Linked DNA regions of Zea mays: region 2 is linked to region 1. The links are chromatin contacts, called in public Hi-C maps. All regions are on one chromosome and are shown on one strand. Each heading gives the region's core, a stretch centred on a gene start, on an enhancer-like site or on the middle of the called end of the contact. The rest is flanking DNA. Distances are from core to core; before and after follow the strand shown.

Region 1 (7,568 bases), core at 3,399-5,898:
GTAGGAGTCGCTTGAAACCCTTAGTTGCATGAACTCAGGATTCTTTTTTGAGATGAATACTAGTATGTTAGGTCGAGTAGCTGCTTTGCTAATTAGGATCTCGGTAGAAGTCGAGTGATTTTTCTAGCACTCGCGCGAGGTCAGGAATTGATTGTATTCATCTTGATAACAGGATCTATGAAGGTCTATGGACTTGGATCCAGGGTGGATGCCTTGTCCATGAGACGGAAATGGAATTAAGGATTAATGTGTGGATACCTGAGTCAAGCGTTTGAAAGTACTAAACACATATCGGGAAATATGGTAACCGGTAAACCTAGTACCTCAGTGAAGTCGGGCGTGGACTTTCCCCCTCACTTGTCCTGAGACTGGGTCTCCCATGCTAGCTATGGTGGGTACAAGTGTGGACACTGCACGGCGGCAGCTGGGGTCAGTGGAGCATTGTATGCCAAGGCGGTGAGCCCTGGCCGCGAACGGGGAATCGATGGGGACAATTGACATGTGTAGGATAGAGTGCCCCTACATGTCGTGTGTTTAGGTTTACCTTACAGGTTTAAAAACTCGATTCGAATCATTTGCTTCTCGCAGCTAATGAGACTGCTTGACCCCTTGTACTGCATTGAGTAAGAAGTGAAATGAGGTTTTACTAGAGATAACATGTGGATTGTACTAAATGATTGTTACCATGTATGCTTAGACAGGAGCAAACCTAGCTAAATTAATTATGCTAGAACTGGAAAAGCTAAAATTGATTTTAGACTCAGCTAGTGCTTTTGGCAAACCAAACCCCTCAGCAAACAGCTGCATGGTCTAGAGGTAGAGGAGTAGACTCCTCACACCGGGTAAGTCTAGCTGAGTATTAGTATGCTTAGCCTTACTTGTGGCACAATTTTTGCAGGTACGTTGTTGGACATGGTTGATGGTGTGACTTGCCCTTCCACCCTGCCACCGGGTTGGACGGTCGAGTGGGATGCTGCACCCGCACGAGAGGAGCAGGAGGAGTAGTGGGCCAGGCCTTGCCCTATTCCTCAGCTTTTGACGTTATCGATTATCCGCTGCACTTTAATAATGAACTTGTTCCCTTTTACCTAAAACTCCGATTTATGTAATAACTCCAGTACTTAATTTGTGGTTTCATGCTTTATTGTATTCTCTCTGTGACTCACCTTCGAGTGAGCTAGTGGTATTTGATCCCGGGGAAGTAGCTTCATCAGACTAGATCTGAGGGACTAACGAGTTATTCCAATTTAAGTGTGTTGCTGCCTCTAAGGCGCGACTTGGGCACTTAAGGTGGAATAATTCGGGCGGTTCCGCCACAGTTCCATCCGAAGTATAGCTTCTATTTTGTTTGGGTTAGCTTCAATCCCCTTTGTTGATACTAGACATCCAAGGAATTTTCCTTTCTTTACCCCGAAGACACATTTTTCTGGGTTTAACATGAGGCCAACCTTTTTAAAATTGGCAAATGTTTCATGCAAATCAGCAATGTGATTTTCTTGCTTCGTACTTTTGACTATGATATCATCGACATATGTCAAAACATTCCTGCCAAATTGAGTGCAGAGAACTTTGGAAGTCATCCTGCTGAAGCATCCTCCAGCATTCTTGAGCCCCTCAGACATCCAAAGATAGCAATAAATTCCACTAGGGGTTATGAAGCTTGTTTTGGGCTCATCTTCTTTCTTCATCCAAATCTGATGATAGCCTGAGTAACACCCCAGCAGACTCATAAGCTCCAAAGTGGCTGCCGCATCTTTGAGGGAGTCCATTCTTGGCAAAGGAAATTCATCCTTTGGACATGCCTTGTTGAGATCTATGAAGTCGATGCACATTCTCCGCTTTCCATTGTCCTTCTTCGCCATCACAGTGTCGGCTAGCCATTCTGGGTATGTCACCTCTCTGATCTCCCCAGCACTAAGGAGTCTTTTAACTTTGTTTCTTGCACCTTCGGCTTTGTCATCTGACATCTTTCAAAGCTTCTGAGCCAAAGAAAGGAAAATTCCTTGGATGTCTAGTATCAACAAAGGGGATTGAAGCTAACCCAAAGAAAATAGAAGCTATACTTCGGATGGAATCACCAAAGTCAAGAAAAGGTGCTCAAAGATTGACAAGCAGGCTGGCATCATTGAATAGGTTTATTTCTTCGGGGTTCTTTGTGATGGTTTTGCATAAACATGGATGGCAGGTTAATATTAATAAAACAGAGGGGCTCTTCTACAAGTTTTCCAGGCCGAAAGGGTATCGATAGTTTTGAGCCGTCCGATCACAGCCGGTCGGCTCAGATTAGATTCTGGGTGAAGTGAACCGGTACGCAGTCGCGGCCATTGGATCAACGATCAACGGTCCACGTTTAATGAAATGTGATCTACTCTACATCGTTCATTACCCGATCGACGCCAGGATTCCCCGGCAGCGAAGGGGTATTCCTTGCCAGATCAGGACCGTTCCTCCGCGGATTAACGACTGATCTACTGTCTTCCCCAGCCCAAAGCCAAACCCGATGGCACAGCGTCCCACGATGGCGAACCTCGCTGGAGACCGGTGGTTCAGCCAAAAACGCGACCACGTCGGATCTTGACAGATCCCAAACATAGCTCGGTGTATGGCAAATCGAGTGGACCTTTTAACACGCGAGCGGACAACTACAGATTCCAGTTTACAGAGATAAGCGAAAATCGACGGCGGCACAACTCCGTCAAGCAATTCCAGTCTATTAGCTGGATGAACAGGCCTGATTCGACGGTGCACGGTCGGAGGAAGGAGATTGTAATACCCCAACTTGTGGAATATAAAAGAGAGGGATAAATCATTATGTGTACTACCTTCTATTCATGAGAATTATTAAGGAACAGATTTAAAGTGAATAATTCTCTAACAAAACATAAATAACCCCTACATCATGCTGGAGTTTATTTGTTTGTGCATTTAAAAATAATAATAATGATAATAATAGTAATAAAAATAGAATAATGTTCAAATTTGGATTAACACCAAATTGAAATTAGGATTTAAAAATGAAAATAACATAGAAAGAAAACAGAGGAAAAAGGGAAATAATATACAACATGAAGGAGAATTTATATATAAATAGGGATATTGTAGCACCTCAAAATCTTACTTTGAGAATTTAGTAAAACTCTCCAAAGGTGTTCAAATTAGAATACCTTTTAATTAAAAGTCTCTTACTTTTAAAATCTACATCTCCTAAAATAATTATGTTTCATAACAAAAGGTTAAGAAAGGACCTTGTATATCTTTTGTTGATTAATATATTTAAACATACCCTTAAAAATAAATAATTTAAACTATTCCTTAATAGAGATTTTACATTAGGAATTATATTAATAAAATGTTTTCATGACATATTTTGAACATTTTCCTAAATAAATAAACTCAAATAAAATGTTACTTTGCATACATGCTGGGTTTACATGATTTTACATTTGAGATAATATTTGAAACCCAAAATTGATTTGAATTCATGATTTAAAATTGAACCAGTAAAGGAATAGAAAGGAAAATGGAAACATAATTTTAAAAAAACACCTCTACTCGACTTGGGCTGGTTCCTCCTCTGGCTCGGCCCAGCCTCGGCTTTCCTCCCCCAGCCAGCCCACCCGAGCCAGCCTATCTCCCACAAAGCGCTGCTCCACGGGACTCGTTGACCTGGGACTCCATCGCGCACATGTGCGGTCTTTACTCCACAGCCGTGTGGGACCTCGGAGTCAGATTCGTCCCCTCCGTCAACCTCCTAACCGAACGTGTGTAACTTGTCGCGTTTGTCAAAACGACTAATCGGGGCAACCTCGAACTCCTGCCCGGTGAATAAATACCATGCCACGGGCTCCTCCTCGACCAACTCATGCACCAGCACCACCATTGTAGGTTCATTGCAACCGAAATGCGCTGATCCCGGGCAGATCCACTCCTCTCGATCCGACGAGCTCGCGCCCAACCTCCTTTGGCCTGAGGTTTAAAACTGCTCCCTCCCCTCGTCCATCCTTCCGATGCACGTCAAAGCCGCTGATTAAGCCCACCGTCGAACCATCGATGGGGTGCAGGGGAGGGCAGTGTCTGCCATTGGCGACTTCTGTCTAAACCACTATGTAGGGCTCTAGGATTGATCATGGTGAAGCGCCATATGTCGAGGATCACGTGTGTCACGGTGGCAAGCAGGATGGGTGGTCGGAGCTAGAGCAATTGCTCGATGGAGCAATTGGCGCCGTCGTGGATCGCACCGCACCGTGGCTGAGGGCCACCCCAACTTCACCCACTGGTAAGCCACATCGATCCAGACTGCTTGGATTCCTGCCTTGCGTTGCACCGACCTCGAGAGGAAATGGGGTAGTGGAGCGCGGTGGCGGGATCACACCGTTGAATCCGTCGCGGTGGAGCTACGGGCGCCACCCAGCGTTGTCCTTTGAGAAAGAAGATGTCCTACGTCCTAGGGTCGTTGATGAACGAATCAATGGAGTCGATTAGATCAGGTTTAATAAAAGTGTGGGCAGTTGAAACCCAGATGAGCGCATGATATCACATCTATCATACCCTTGGATCTGGTGATTGAGATTGCATGCCGATTCGGACTCTATTGTCAGCCCTTGGATCGCGATCTGGTGAACCAGAGCGCTTCACGGACATAGCAGCACGGTAGTCTTCCATATGAGCACCTCGGCTTTTACAAAATCAACCCGCAGTCCTTACACATATACGAATTATCGCAAAACATTCCTGAATTTTAGAATTCAGACCCTAGACTTCCTAGGAATAGCACCGGCCATCCACAAGCTACCTAAAAATACGAAATAAATATAGAAATACAATTTTAATATGGAAAAGATTCCATAAGCTTATTTAATTCATAACTTATGCATTTTAGCTCCGATTTGATCCACCTAAATCGCGCTAGCTTCGTAATAAAATTGACTACACAATAACAACACTATTCGTAACATATCATGAACCTTTATCAATAGATATATATTTAACTGGTGTTTAATAGATTATCTTACTAATCAAAGATAATATGTCTATAATTATTATTTGACAAGAAAGGTGATCTGTAGATTAAAGTTATAACTTAGATTAAAGTTAAAATGACTTATTTCTTTAGAATATCTTTATTACATGAATTATAACCAATATAGAATATAGTTTCGTACTTAACCACATAGAACTTCCAAAAACTATACTTTTTTACCATAACTCCAAATTTAGTCGTTTTAGAACATACGTTCTCGTAGCCGCACGTAGAATATTCTCACGCTGTTTGTTCTCATGTTTGGTGTAATTTTATTTTTATGTACTCCTTGTCTATTTGTATGTATGCTACGCATAGGAGTGAGGTCACGAGATATCTGAAGACCAACTTGGTGAAGTACCTAGAGATCTTGAGTCTAAGGCAAGTTGTGCCCTTAATCACTCCTTTTTACCTAATAATGTTGTTGGTCACTTGTTCTCAAATGCTATAAATCAAGAACAAGGCAACACAATTGTTAATGGTTAAAGACCTTCGTCCTTCGAAGCATTATTTCCTCTCGGATATAACGATCTTCACACGAAGGTCATGACGAACATCCTTCATCATTTCATCATATAAATATAAATAAGAAAGTAAAGGAATACATATAATAACAATTATTTATCAATAATATATTTATTTTTGTATTCCATAAACATGAATAAACATCAATAATATTCATGTTACATTGGTACCTTCGGCTTGGCGGAAGGTGAGGGTGCGAGAATGACGCGAGAGTGGTTATAATCCAGCGTGAGCAATACGATGTTACTGTTCATCTATTTATAGGCACGGGACGCAGCCCAGATAAAAGTACATTTATGTCCCTAGAAACTATCTATAATCTTAACATGAATTGTTAAGGACTGTATGGTCTTTATCCTCTTTCAGTCATCATCATACATGAGCTTCGTCAACATGTCCAGCCGAAGTCCATTGGCTTCCAGCTTCGTCGTCCATTCTTTATTTCCCTTCGTTCTGTCATAAGAGAAGTCCTCCATCCCAAAGTCGAAGCTTCTTGTAACTATTCATAATCATGCTAAAAACATATGGTTAGTCACGTTTTTTAGGACCTTTGGAAGAGGAAGACCTCCAACAGTAGCCCCTCGCAGTATTAACTTGTTTCTTTGTAACAAATTTAGACTGCGACGTGAACGCATGCCTTTAGCCGAAGGTCTGAAAAAACACCTTCCCTTCGCTAGAATAGCGAACGACACTGACATGCCGGACCCACCAAATCGTGGGGCGCTAGGCATATAAATAGGAGGTCGTATTGAAAGCATTTCTTGTGCCATTTTAATGCTTACACTGTGCTCGCCATTTTAAACTTTCTTGCTTTGTCGAGTTTTGATCGGATTTTAAGCTTCGGCATTTCAACAAGCTTTGATTTGATGGCTGGCGAGAAGAAGACTATCGACCCAGTGATGTCCAAGTTTTACGAAGCTATGGAAAGAACCAATGCAGAAAAGATTGCACATGAGACACTAGCTGGGATATCTAAGGGTTCCAGTGATAGTGAAGACTTTGGTGTACAAAGTGCGAATGAGGGTGCCGAAGATCGGTATTGGAGACCAAGCCATGTTGTCTTCAAGAAATCAACCATCGAACAAGGACAAATTGATGCAATGAGGGAAGGTACTTCTGTGACATTTCTATTGTGAGGGCTGGAGGGGAGAATTATGTCCCTCTGCCCGAAGCTGACGAGGTGGTCGTTTATAGAAGCTTCATGAAAGCAGGGCTTCGGTTCCCTCTGGATAAGATGTTGGTCGAAGTCCTGAAAACTTTCGAAATTTATCTTCATCAGCTTACTCCCGAAGCTATCATCAAGATGGGGTTCTTTATTTGGGCCATGAGGAGCCAAGGGTTAGAACCAAATGCAAAATGCTTCTGCAACATGCATGAATTGTCTTATGAGATGAAGGCCACCGAAAAAGAGCAATATCATAACAACTTCGGTTGCTACAACTTCGTAACCTGCTCTGAGGTGAGCAACCTAGTTCCAACATTTCGCAAGAGATGACCGGGGGCCTGGATGCAGGAGTGGTTCTATGTGAAAAATGATCTGGTTGAAAGGGAAGACATCAAGGGGGTTATCCAACGTGCTTTATGGTCTCACTTCGGCATTAGGAGGCCATCCCTTGCCCTTGGGAATGACATACAAGCATGCCAAGCTGATTTTAACACACTATGCACTTACATAGGTTCCATGGACTTAGTTCAATAACACATTGCTTACAAAGTGTGGCCACTCAGAAGTGGGTGGGAGATGCTGAAGGAGGCTGCTGCTCGGTCTAGCCAAGGTGGCTTAATTTACTTGAAGTATACGTTCAAATACATGAACCAATTTGATGAGCCAAACGACGATAGGCTAGATGCCATTGAAGCAACCAGTGATGAATTGCTTGGTGCTTATTCAAGGGCCGAAGATGATGCTATGACAGCGGCCTTCGGGGGTCGAGGCAAAAAGAGGCTGAATAGGGTTTTTGATGTCATCGGGTTCGTATACCTAGATTACTGTTATCCTTCGCGAAAGCAAGGAAAGAAAAGA
Region 2 (7,568 bases), core at 3,129-5,628, 370 kb after region 1:
GCGTTGGCGTCCATGTCCTCATTTTGAAGGGAAATGATGTTGCCCTCGTTTTTTAAACTGTGATTTTACCCCTACGATTTCAAACTGAAGTATAAGCTTGCCCTTATTCCGTGAATTCAGGCATCTTAACGGTGTTAACTTATGGGAAAAAATACAAGTTCACCAAATGCAATTGAGCCGTAATTTTATTAGTCTTTGTGATGTTACATCTAATTATCAAAGTCTGATAATCGTTTGTTAACAGGATATTCCCCTGCTAGCAAAATATTCAATAACTGCCAATAGTCGTGCCAGTTTTCCACAAGTTACATAAATTCAATCTTTTATGCATCAAACTATCAAATCATAACAAAGATGCACCAGGACTAGGCAGGCTACTTCGCCTTGAGAGTCCACATGCTGTGTTCGACCTTCAATCTTGAGCTCGACTGCTACCAGGCTACCAGCTAGCAGTCCGCATCCTCCTCTTTGCAATTGTTACAGTCACAGGCAATATGGGCATAGCGGGAGGATGGCAGATTGCAGGAGTCGTCACGGCCTCCCAGGCCACTTGTCTTGGCAGCGAGTGATGGCCAGCTAGGTTGGGAAGGCAACACTAGCTCATCCGCGTGTAGCCCACAAACCACCACCAAACCCCACACCTTGGCCAGAGCAATGATGAAGCTGGACTGGTAGAAGATGGCATCGTGAGCGGCGGCCACTGGACTCCACGCCACCTCCACCGCACCAAGCCTCGCAACCCGTGACCACAGCAAAGCACCCCACGACGACCAGACTTCGTGGTCACAAGCCACTGCCATGCCACCCTCCAACAAGTCGTCCGCAAGGCTGCCAAGGAACACGCGGCCCTGTGTCCTCCTGGCCTCCCACGCGAGCTCAGTGGCCACCCACCCACTCGAGCATGGTGGTCACCCGGCGGCATGGTCCACCCAAAAGCCACCTGCTGCACGGCCCAAAGCTGTCTTCAGCATGCGTCATAAGCTCCCAACCTTAAGGGTGTGGGGGCTCCCTGCGTGCGCCGACCACCGGCAGGAGGTTTCCCAACTGGCCACACCGCAAGCTTGCTGACCTGCAGGCCCCACTGGCCACGCTCCACCACCATTGCCCCATAATTAGAGTAGAGGATTAATTTGGATTGGAGACCATCAAAGGCGAACAGCCGGATGGGTGATGCTAGCGAGAAAAACTGATAAATTGTGGGTTATGTTTGTCCTTGTGTGGACATGTTTTCTTTTTCCTATTTTATTACCATTTAATCCCCCCCAAATGGACAATTCAATTCAAAATCACACAAAGTTTAAAAGTAAGTTAAAATCAACATTGCATCGTATAGTAGGGCAGAAACACCATATTCCTTTTAGTTCAAATCATGTGACCAAATTGTAGTACAAAAAGAATTTTAACACAATAAAGAACTGAGAAAATAGGAAAAAATCCTGCCAATTGCATGCTTACCCCTTTTAGTATACTTTTTCCTATTTCCATCTTCATCATCAGCATAATAAGAAATCTCAGAATTTTGTCTATCAACAGTATTAGCGCCTTTTCTTGTCATAGCACCAGGCTACACGAAGAAGAAATAGGATCGCTGTGCTCTGAATAAGCAAATCTCAAAAGAAGAAAACATATAGTAACAAAGAACAGAACAATACAGGGATTTTTCAGGACTTACCCCATGTGGGCTTGGACTCCTGATGAAGTTGGAGTCCTGCACTGAAAATTGGGTCGATACAGGACTAGAACCCTCTATTTCAACAATTTCTGGATCAACATGAATAGTTGTCTCAGATCCTACAGCAGAAGAGTACATCCCAGAATGTAATGTTGATGGCAAAGCAGCATCTTTAGCTGCATTTGCACTATTAAATTCTCTATCATCACGATTGGATAAAGTTTTGAGAGGATCTGATGCAAAAGCAGGAGGTGTCTGAGTATCAGCTTTAGCTATTGTCACATAATGATTTCCAAATACATTTTTCTCCATTCCAGTCTGCAACATGCCAGAGAAATGCAAGCCTTATCAGTCTAAGTGCCAGAACAGAAAAAAAAACTTGCAACAAAGATACATTAAAGTCTTGCAGTAAACAAATGGAAATTGAGCAGCACCAGAACTTGGAATGAAACAAGAAATGTATGAAATGTATCCCTAATAGCAGAGAAGAGATTAATTACATTGCAGTACTTAAATAATGTACACAATTGACCAAGTTAGTCCTCCCTCTGTTCTATATTGCAAGTTGTTCTAGCTTTTCTATCTAGATACATAGTTTTTTACTATGTTACCCAAAAATACATATATCTGGGTGCTACAAATGTCAAAATGACTTACAATTTCGAATGGAGGGACTATTAACTTGCAGATATTATCACTTGGACATGAAGTGACGTAAATATTGTGACAAATAACATATACATGGACAAAATCAATGGTTTACTGAGAAATAATAAACAGATTTTAAGGATCTAACCTGGACTATCGCTTCTTTCAGTTCAGTGTGAAGGCGCGAACCTGTATCTTTAATGCTAGAAGGTGGCCATATCTGTTAGAAAAATTAATATAGTTAAAAAATCAAAGAATTGTGAGATCCATGAAGCCAATACTTGCATGTAGACGGAGACTGGGTTCAACTTACGGGTGCAGAACAGGAGGGGCAGACGTATCCATCTGGTGCTGTTTGGGTAGGAAAACTTTGGATATGTGATATCAAGCATTTGGTGTGTACCACATCTATAGGATGCCGAAAAAATAATTACCAGTTATGCTAAATAAAGATGGGATTATAAAATTAGTGACTTCAAGCATTCTATTGACATCACATACGCAAGCAACCCAATCGTGTTGTTTCTTCAGTTCCACCTTCGAGAACAGAATTGCAAGACGAACAGTGTTGTGGCCAGTCATACTCAGAATTAACAACCCATTCAGCATAGTTCTTCACCTACAGAATATGAATTGACAGATGTTAATTTCTAGGAAAAAGTACCTTTCCTAACAGATTTGCAAATACACTAATATGCAGATAGATGTTACTAGTTCCATTACATTAAATTCTGAAATTTCTGGTGGCACAAAACAAATAGGAGCGCATAGTGTGATGCACCCATCAAAGTTGAAATGTAATACAATCAGAACCCAAGGTAAAATGCAAGCACATGCCGATCTTCTTACCTGATGGACACAGAAACTACCGAATGAATAGAATCAGGCAACATAATAGGTCAAGCTAAATACAAAAGATAATGCAAGGATTTAGGGAGCAGATCCTCAAAACCAAGGCCTGTTCGCTTGGCTTTAATCTGTATCGGCTTCTACTGCTTATACAGTGTTTTGTCTTTATGGATCAGCTGGCTTTAATTCAAAGCTAGCAGACGGAACAGCAGAATAGTTCTTGAAAGGACTTTTGGCATAATACAATATGCATCCAAAGGAGAAGCTGATATTCCAGCATAGGCACCAGCAAAACAAAAACCTTTCGCGACTAGCTTCTTGCCATGGAACCCAGATTATTCTGTTCTCCTCAGACTGTAAAGAAGTAACAGCTAGACTGTGTTCCTTTTAAGTTTCATAACATAAGTAAAGCATGTTCATTCCTATGGACAATAGACCAACAAGCTCATTGTCACTTGTGGACAAAACCAATGTAAAGTAAGGTGGATGAGATGGACAAAGTTGCAGAGGACTAGATCCAGATAACAGCATATTAAGAAGTGCCAATTCTAGACACCATAGCAGTAGTTCAATTGCTTTTCTGAGTGAACCGGTTTCCACTCTAGATGCCCTTTGTTTGCAGCACAGGCAATGATTGAAAAGTTGGGAAGTCCACTCACCACACATAGCTGATGTTCCGGGAAGCATATGCACACGCCACAGACGGGGACCTGATGGACGAAGCAGTAAACCCTCGTCGCCTGAAACAAGCACGCAAACCCATCAGCTCAAAATTGCAGCAGAAGCCACTAAAGGCGTCAACCAACGCACTCCAAATCGTAGAACACAACCAACAGTTCGACTACAATAACACGGTGGCGGGGGGTCGACGAAATGCCTCGAGCCAGCAAACCTCGACGCCCGCGGTGAACACATACAGGCCCCAAACTGGAGCTTTTCGTGCCGCCGCCGACCCACTCACCTTGCACCCCCAGATCCCGAATCAGCCCGTGTCCTGCCGGCTGACCAATACAAACACAACGAGAGAAACCGTGGGGTACGGGGCTGGGATCGGCAGATCGGCGGAGAGCGAATGTGTTACCTTTCGGCATTTGCACACGACCATCGCCGGGGGATTGGAGCAGGGTGGATCGGGCCGCAAGGAGATGGGGATTGGAGCAGGGCGAGGGCGAGGGGGCAGATCTCGTAGGGGATGGAACGGAGACAGCAGTGTGAGCAATGAAAACGGTCGGGCCACTCCCGTTTTTCACAATTTAGAGCTAGTTTGGTAATCTTATTTTTTAAGTGATTTTCATTTTTCTGAAATTAATTTATTTTCTCTTTAGAAAATTAGAATCCCTTAGTAAAATGGTGTTTCCGAAATAGCTTTTAGAGGATGTTTGGGTCGAGCGATTAAAGTTTAGTACTATATTGAATATTTGAATGGTTATCACGAGTATTAAATATAATTTAATTATAAAATTAATTATGAGATAAATTTAATTAAACCTAATTACTGCATTATTAGCAAATGTGTATTGTAACATCACATTATTGAATAAATTTAATTAAACCTAATTACTGCATTATTAGCAAATGTGTATTGTAACATCACATTATTGAATCATGAATTAATTAGGTATGGTAGATTCGTCTTATTGTTTAGTTCACATCTGTGTGATTAATCTTATAATTAGATTATATTTAATACATCTAACTAGCGTCTAAATATCTTTGTGATAGGGACTAAAGTTTAGGAAGATAAATAAATTGGGCCTTATTTCGAAAACAGCGCCTTAGAGAGTTTATACACGTGATTAGGATACCCACTATCTTCAAAGCCGAGAGGTTGCTCAACATAGACCTCTTCTTTGATTGGTCCATTGAGGAAGGCACTTTTCACGTCCATTTGGTAAAGCTTAAAGCCATGGTAAGTAGCATAGGCAAGTAATATGCGAATTGATTCAAGCCTAGCTACGGGTGCATAGATTTCACCGAAATCCAAACCTTCGACTTGTGATTATCCCTTGGCCACAAGTCGGGCTTTGTTTCTTGTCACCACACCATGCTCATCTTGCTTGTTGCGGAAGACCCACTTGGTTCCTACAACATTTTGGTTAGGACATGGAACTAAATGTCATACCCCATTCCTAGTGAAGTTGTTGAGCTCCTCTTGCATCGCCACCACCCAATCCGAATCTTGTAGTGCTTCCTCTACCATGTGTGGCTCAATAGAGGAAACAAAAGAGTAATGTTCACAAAAATGAGCAACACATGATCGAGTAGTTACCCCCTTTTGAATATCGCCGGGGATGGAGTTCACGGGGTGATCTCGTTGAATTGCTTGGTGGACTCTTGGGTGTGGCGGCCTTGGAACTTGTTCATCTTCCTCATCTTGATTATGGGCATCTCCCCCTTGATCATTGCTCTCCTCTTGATGTGGCTCAACATCTTGATTTTCTCCTTCATCATTTTGAGCTCCATCCTCATCTTGGGTTGGTGGAGATGCTTGTGTGGAGGAAGACGGTTGATCTTGTGCATGTGGTGGCTCTTCGGATTCCTTAGGACACACATCACCAATGGACATGTTCCTTAGCGCGACGCACGGAGCCTCTTAATCACCTATCTCATCAAGATCAACTTGCTCTATTTGAGAGACGTTAGTCTCATCAAACACAATGTCACAAGAAACTTCAACTAGTCCGGAGGACTTGTTAAAGACTCTATATGCCCTTGTGTTTGAATCATATCCTAGTAAAAAGCCTTCTACAGCCTTAGGAGCAAATTTAGATTTTCTACCTCTTTTAACAAGAATAAAGCATTTGCTACCAAAGACTCTAAAATATGAAACAGTGGGCTTTTTACCGGTTAGGAGTTCATATGATGTCTTCTTGAGGATTCGGTATAGATACAACCGGTTGATGGCGTAGCAGGCCGTGTTGACCGCCTCGGCCCAGAACCGATCCGAAGTCTTGTATTCATCAAGCATGGTCCTTGCCATGTCCAATAGAGTTCTATTCTTCCTCTCCACTACACCATTTTGTTGTGGTGTGTAGGGAGAAGAGAACTCATGCTTGATGCCCTCCTCCTCAAGGAAGCCTTCAATTTGAGAGTTCTTGAACTCTGTCCCGTTGTCGCTTCTAATTTTCTTGATCCTTATTCCGAACTCATTTTGAGCCCGTCTCAAGAATCCCTTTAAGGTCTCTTGGGTATGAGATTTTCCTGCAAAAAGAATATCCAAGTGAAGCGAGAATAGTCATCCACAATAACTAGACAGTACTTACTCCCACCGATGCTTATGTAAGCAATCGGGTCGAATAGGTCCATGTGTAGGAGCTCAAGTGGCCTGTCAGTCGTCATAATGTTCTTGTGTGGATAATGAACACCAACTTGCTTCCCTGCCTAACATGCGCTACAAATCCTGTCTTTCTCAAAATGAATATTTGTTAGTCCCAAAATGTGTTCTCCCTTTAGAAGCTTGTGAAGATTCTTCATTCCAACATGTACTAGTCGGCGATGCCAGAGCCAGCCCATGTTAGTCTTAGCAATTAAGCAAGTGTCGAGTTCAGCTCTATCAAAATCTACCACTACAAAATAAACCCCCCTATAGCAACGTATACCTAGCAACGTACAATTATATGCGTTGGAAGTGATTATGTTCCAACGCTTGTTATGTGTTGCAACTTATATCTGTTGAATTACAATGGTACTGGCAACATTTAACATGCGTTGCAAATTGTATGCGTAGAGTAAATACGATCATAGCAACGATTACCATGTGTTGCAGCCGTATGCGTAGAGTAACTAGAATGCTTGTAACGTTTATATGCGTTGCAAACCGTATCTGTAGATTAATTTTGGTACTTTAGCAATTTTGCAATTGTGCCTTTTATTTTTAACTAAAGCATTGTAGTTGGGGATGCTAAATTGCGCAAAAAATGTGTAAAGTGGGGGGAATTGATAACAATACAAAGTCTTTTAGTCCACGTTGTATCGTTTTATTTATTAAAATATTTATTTTATCTTATTGTCATTGTGTTTCACTTATTAAAACATTTGTCATATCTCTAATTATTTGCAAAAAACATGCAAAAAACATGTCTTTAAGAGAAATCGAACTCACAACCTTCACCTTCCACCAAAGTAATACTCACTAACCAAATGGACCTTATTGATGTGTACGTTTAGTTGTGACACTCAATTTTTGTTATAGAATTCTGCGAAACGCTAAATCTCTCTAAATCTCTACAAGCAAGCCGATCTCCTGATTGATGTACGTGTGCCCACCGCCGCCCGAGGTCCGCCCTCAGTCTGCGCGCCAAACGGCCATGCCCGAGCACCTGCCTACCTCCACGACTCCACCCACGCCAACGTCCTCGCTGGCCGCAGCCCCTAGGTCTTCCCACGGCCGCCGCCGAAG

The links. Hi-C and Micro-C count contacts between places; a contact is called where the count stands out from the background.
Region 2: a contact with region 1 is called in a Hi-C map of leaf, with 4 times the contacts expected there. The contact joins the promoter of LOC100193782 here to the enhancer-like site in region 1. A contact is called at or near these places in 4 of 25 Hi-C or Micro-C datasets (ear, leaf and tassel).

The regions. Positions count from the first base shown.
Region 1 is chr1:130,794,048-130,801,615 of Zm-B73-REFERENCE-NAM-5.0, forward strand. No RefSeq gene overlaps it. Among protein-coding and RNA genes, the nearest start is that of LOC112694743, 28 kb to the right of the region's middle. Within about 2 kb of position 4,649, at least 18 of the 20 cell types and tissues checked have an H3K27ac peak or open chromatin away from gene starts, as enhancers often do. A contact at or near this core is called in ear, leaf and tassel, where this site is marked.
Region 2 is chr1:131,168,433-131,176,000 of Zm-B73-REFERENCE-NAM-5.0, forward strand. It overlaps LOC100193782 (putative RING zinc finger domain superfamily protein), which reads right to left and starts at 4,379. Exons shown (of 9, transcript NM_001138868.1): 1 at 4,251-4,379; 2 at 3,829-3,909; 3 at 2,822-2,939; 4 at 2,634-2,728; 5 at 2,469-2,540; 6 at 1,673-1,990; 7 at 1,456-1,564. The coding sequence starts at 4,274.